Regions from separate parts of the Astyanax mexicanus genome. Here region 1 is linked to region 2. Evidence: chromatin contacts called from public Hi-C data. All regions are on one chromosome and are shown on one strand. The core of a region is the stretch at or near the end of the contact, and the rest is flanking DNA. Distances in the headings are between cores, read along the strand shown. Region 1 overlaps ttc7a (tetratricopeptide repeat domain 7A). Region 2 holds the start of calm2a (calmodulin 2a (phosphorylase kinase, delta)).

Region 1 (3,020 bases), core at 116-2,615, 61 kb after region 2:
AATCACTATAAAATACATTATTAGTTGTAATAAATCACAATAAACACCTTTGTTAAGACTGATGCAGTCATTGGTTATAGCAGTTTTTTTACTGACATGAAATAATAATAACTGGCAGCACTTTAATACAAGTGGGATCTAGACAGTGCCAGGTATATTGCTTTATGTGAGTTTACTGAGTTAATAGAAGTTCAATAAATCATTAATACATATATTCAGTTCAGCATCAATCAGCAGTTGACTGTAAAAAGTAATGAAACTAACATCTGCCTAATGAAGCTTTAATAATTAGCCAGACGTGTCAAATTCAGGCTTTAGGAAATGTTAACAAATGTTAATAGGTCTCTTATTTGTGTTCTTTTTTTTAATGATCTAAATGAATGCAAACAACATTTTTTCACTGTTGGAGTTCGTGGTAGTTCCAGAAGATCTCATTCACCAACATATAACACTTAGGGCCCTATTTTAGCAATCTATAGTGCGTAATGTGAAATAAAAAATGATCAGTGTGCCAGTTCTCATTTCCTTTGAGAGCCAGGTGTGCTCGCACTTTTGCGTGTTGATGTCTTAACAGTGCGGCACTTTAGCAGAGGATTCTAACCTGCACATTCACGCTGTCATTTAGGGAAACAGCAATGTTATTTTATTCTTTATTCTGTTTATTGTTGATGAACAAAGGCTGTTTATTTCTGTGTATAATTAGCGGGGATGTACATTTGCTGAGCACACGCAAAGTGCACAATATTCCTGCATGGCTAAATTAGGTATAGAAGGGTGACTGTTGTCAGGGGTTTAATCAGTCAGTGGCGCACCTGTATTTCCTACCACCAAGATAGAAACACGCCAGGAATGTACCTGAACACACCTTCCTTCCAGACCACCACGCCCATCATTGCAGATATATTCATAAATTCTGATGCTATTTTAACGGTGTGGACACAAGATGTTAAAAAAGGCTGTTGACTGGGTTTAAGTTAGCAACAAGCATCGTGATGTGCATTGCGAAGGGTGTACGATAAAACTGTGTGTAATTACAGTACATTATTCATTATTCAATCGCTTATTGGTGTTCTTAAAAACTTTAAATGTATATTAAATAAAATATCTTAAATACTTTTGGATGTGTCATTTATAATATTGAAGTAAATACTGTAAAAAAACTATTCATATGACAAATAATTCCAACTTTTTAAATGATGGAGTATTTAAAGACTGCATCAACCCGTCCCCAGTCCAGCAGTGAGAGGACTCAGATGCCACGATTGGCCTTTCTAAATAAGGCCCTCTCTCTCCAATGCAGAGCGGGTGTCTCTGAGCTTAGCTACTACTGCAGCTACACACACAGCAGTTATACTTATCCTCCCAGACACACACATACACACACACGCACACACACACACAGACACTTGCAGGTCAAGAGATTACAGCACCAAACAGGCCGTGCTCATGCGCAGTGTACAACTGTAGCTGATGGGTCGGTCAAGGGCACACACAAGAAGACGTGTTTCTCAGATGTTCCCACTGTGTTTTTTAAAGTGTATAGTGTGTTTCATTTGCCATAAAAGGTGAAGGGAAGCTCTGGATAAATCGGTGTAATCATGCAGTAATCATTTATCTAAACAAACTTGTTTCACTGCTTAAATTGTGTGTTTTTAAAAGTAGAATCAGAAAATTGATTAGAAGTGTGTGTATTCTGACTAGAACCAGTTCTGAATGTGTGTTATGTAAATAAGGGACACTTTTAATATATTTAAAAGATTGTGTGATCATATCTAATACAGTCCCAGTCAAGAGGTTTTTTTTTTTCCAACAGTTGTAAGTTAAATCTGAGGTCATCTAGATTATGAAGGAACACATGGAATCAGGGAGTAAACTTAAAATTGTTAAACAAACCAAAATACTCTGTGAAGCAGTTAGGTGCTCTTATCTGGGGAGGTGTTAACTTGCAGTTTCTGAGGCTGGTAATGCTGATGAACTTATTTTGTGATCATCATATCCAGAGGTAACACTTGGTCTTGCTTTTCTGATGAGAGCCAGTTTTATCATAACATTCTTGATGTTTTTTGAGACTGCACTTGAGGATACTTTCAGTTCTTAAAATGTTTTTTTGACTTAATTGACTGACTTTCACTACTTTAGTATTTTTTACTTCACTTAGTCGAGTAGTTTTTGCCATAATATAGATTAGAACATAATTTCAATGGAGATATTCACTGTATACCAACTCTACCTCTTCACAACTTTACAACTTATGCTCTCAAACACATTAAGAGTCAAGAAATGTAAGTAATTATCTCTTCATAATTTCAGCACAGCTGTTAATTGAAAGCCATTCCAATTGACTCTACCTCATAAAACTGACTGAGAAAATGCTAAGCAAGGGTGACACACTCTAAAATACAAACAAATTATGGATTGTTTAACATTTTTTTTGCTTATCAAATAAACCTTATTAACCCTATTCTTCATAGTTTGGATGACTTAAGTATTAATCTATAACGCAGAACATTTTAAAATAATTAATAAAAAAGGTTTGTCCAAACTTTTGACTGGTACTGTATACTGTATGTTTCATGTATTTTTTATACCCTGTGCACACAATTATTGCCAAAGACTTCTATGTATCTGCTAATCACTTCTATGTATCTGCTAATCACTAAAATGACATTAATAATGCACATAGCAGGACAAAATAATGTAAGGCACACTATTTTTAGATCATTTTCAGTTTAATGTTGCTCAGGTTAATTGCTGATAACAGAAACAGTGGAAGTCAAATTCAGGTCTAAAAGATATCAGAGGTTACTTCTTGAAGTAATTCAATAAATATAAATTAACACAGTTGTTCTTCAATAGTCTTGCAGGAAGTCTTAGCAGAATCAAATAGTATTAGTGCTCTATTCTACTGTGCAGCAACACCTGCACACCTCTTAACCTCCTTAGCAGCACCAGAGTGTTTTTAACTTTTTTTCCACTGTCATAACTTGCCCACACAACTTCAAAGTCATCTACACCACATA
Region 2 (2,896 bases), core at 394-2,893:
GCCCACAACCCTGCTGCTGCTGTTACAAGTCCCCCCCACATCACATCTGACACACTCATGTCTACACACTCATCACCAGCCTCTCTAACATAACCAATCAACAGTTTTCACTGTTTCAACTTCACGCTGTGGTTTAGCTTGTTTTCGAAGTTCACACTTTTTTGACACAGGCCTTGTCCCTTTTAAGTAGTGTGTTGTAGCCCGCACTGCGTTCTCTCTATTGCCCCAAAAACCAGCACTGTAGAGGAAAGCATATCATCCTGCAGGCCTGCCTGTGCTGGCTCAATCAATCTGATAAAGAAATTAAATGGATTGCACTCCACAAGCAATGCTTAGACCCATTTCACTGAGTAGGATGAAGCCAGCCAGCCATTATTTTATGGATCCCCTGAAGTGCTGTGTTAGAGATTTAGCTTTTGGATATATATGCTTAGAGGTGGACCAGAGGTCTGCAGTGGTAAATAACACCTAAGCCTTCTCAAGCAGTGCATTTTTTTTTCATAACACACACACACACACACACACACACGTACAATTCAGTGTCATTGTTCCTGTATTAGCCAATATAAAAAAGTATGATTTCACAATTGAAGAGACAATATCGCAGAATAAAATGGTATGAATCTTGCAACATCTTTATCGTTCGGTGTAAGGTGGCCACAATGATGAATGATGATTTTTTTTTTATCTTTCTTATCTTGATGTTACAATACAATCAACCATGTTATTTAATAATATCACAAGTTTTTGTATTGGTTCATTCAAACTGTAACCAGGACAATGTAAAAATATCCAGCACCAAATACAAAGCAACTTTATTCATTAATTTAAACTGTTTTTTTTGTTAAATATTGGCATGTATATATATTTTTTTACTTTTTTTATTAACAAACTACTGTACACACACAGCTGCAAGCTGCCTTTATATGTGCTCCGTTGTTCAACAGTTTCTTGCAAACTTTCACAAAGAGCATGATCTGCAATAATCTTTAAAAGAATGTAAATTAGTTGCATCAATCTTGCATTAGTCTTGTAAATAGTAATCCTGTCAGATTTTCAGTATTTGGGAGCAATAATAAATAAAAAAATTATTTACATATAAACTAATGCCAAATGTGTAAATATTATAACTTTTATTTCCACAGCCAATTTTTTTTTAAAAGCCTTTAAGTATATGGCGTTCATACGTGGCCCACCACATTTCTTTAATGAGTGCTCTCCTGTCCATAAATATAATGATGCTGAGAGGTGCCCCACCATCTATCTCCATGTGAAGTCCATGCTGTGCCTGGGGCGATTCATGCAGCCTATAGACTGACTGGGAACGCAGTGCAACGCAGGCCAGAGAGAGTGACGCATTGCAGGTACAAACGCACCAATCACGAGCGGCTCCCGCTCACTACAGCGCGCTGTGCGGCGCGGGGCGAATCACGCACTAGCAGAAAGTATTCCTCCGCCGGCAGCTAGTCCCGACGCGTAGAAGCAAAAACAAGCCAGATTTTAATACTTTAATCACGTTTTATATGTTGTGCGACTAAAGTGAACTCCTGTGCATTTTTATCAAAGCTCGAATTATGAAAATCGCAGGCGGTTTCGGATATCCGCCGTGCTCCAGTGGAGAGTGCGCCGGCGGACGGAGCGAGAAGGGGGCGGAGTTTCAGAGCGAGCATTAAAGGCGCGTCCAACCGTCTTGTAGTGCATCCTGTTTGTTTGCCAGCTGAGGAGTGTTATAGCTACTTGTGGAGCTACATTTGCCTAAAACAGCGAGATGGTGAGTCAGAATGGATTAAAATGGTTACTAAAATATTATTTAATAGAGAATAGCTTTGTATTCAGTGTGGTTTTGAGCTGCGTGCGCTTTGTGCTGGTGACAGGGGCTCGTTTTCCCGCTCAGACTGGAGGGGTGCTGCATTCTGCAGAGCACCATTCATTTACGGCGGGGACGTGTTGCGCACATTTCTGTAGTAAATACACGGCTATTATTAGCTAAAACGTGCTTAAACATAGCGTTAGAGCTTTAGTTTTTAATGTATGGTCTGTGTAGCCTTGTAATTTAGAGTTTTGTCTAATGTTTAAACGCGAATACGTAGCTTAACCTAGATGAGATATACAGTAGCTAGGTTATTCAGGTTAGCTAGTTATAGTTAGTAACGTTAATCTGGGTTGGGTTGCCTAGCTATTAACTAACTTAGCTGCACTGCAGTATGAGCTAACTAGTACTGGGTTGTGCCTGTGCTGTTTTAGCTACAAATGGCCTCTTCTTTATTGCTCTAGCTTGTTATAGTCAGTGAACTAGGTTAGCTGATTAACTAACACTTTCCTCTTGTTCTTCTTCCTCTGGGCGGTTGAACTGGACCTTCTCTAGCTCGCTGTAGCTCTAGATTATGACGCATTTTCTCCATAGTCTGGCTGTGGCTCTCTCGCATGGGCAGACCGAGCTCCCCTCAGTGTGGTAACCTAGGTTTGTAATTATTTGTAGTTATTTATGTTAAAGCCCCTCTGAATTATATGGTCACACGTTAGTTGACCTAACGCTCGTGGTTTTATAACGTGGCTAGGTTAAATATATGGAGGGTTGTGGAGAAGAGATAACGCTGGAGGAGCGCTGAAGTGCTGCTGCGCCACAGGCTGCGGTAGAGGGTGTTCTCGCGGGTTCCTCGCCCTGCGGCGGAGCTCCAGCTCGCCGGCTCCGTCAGACTGGAGCAGCATCGTGTGTCTGATTCTGAATGGTGGATTGCAGCTAATGCAGTTACATGATCTTCTGTCTTTTTCTCTCTTTGTGTTTCCGCAGGCTGACCAGCTGACAGAGGAGCAGATTGCCGGTAAGACTTGCTGCTCCGTCCGCTGGCACGTGGCTGGTGGTGTGGATTCCCGTGGTTTTCCAACCCCCACCCCT

The links. A called contact is a pair of places that touch in the nucleus more often than the background predicts.
Region 1: a Hi-C map of muscle shows a contact between it and region 2, with 10 times the contacts expected there. The contact joins the enhancer-like site here to the promoter of calm2a in region 2. A contact is called at or near these places in 2 of 3 Hi-C or Micro-C datasets (both in muscle).

The regions. Positions count from the first base shown.
Region 1 is chr7:21,088,331-21,091,350 of AstMex3_surface, forward strand. The region is part of intron 16 of ttc7a (tetratricopeptide repeat domain 7A); the gene reads right to left. Among protein-coding and RNA genes, the nearest start is that of ttc7a, 50 kb to the right of the region's middle. Within about 2 kb of position 1,366, the one cell type or tissue checked has an H3K27ac peak away from gene starts, as active enhancers do.
Region 2 is chr7:21,027,046-21,029,941 of AstMex3_surface, forward strand. calm2a (calmodulin 2a (phosphorylase kinase, delta)) reads left to right here and starts at 1,644. Exons shown (of 6, transcript XM_007255786.4): 1 at 1,644-1,771; 2 at 2,792-2,822. The coding sequence starts at 1,769.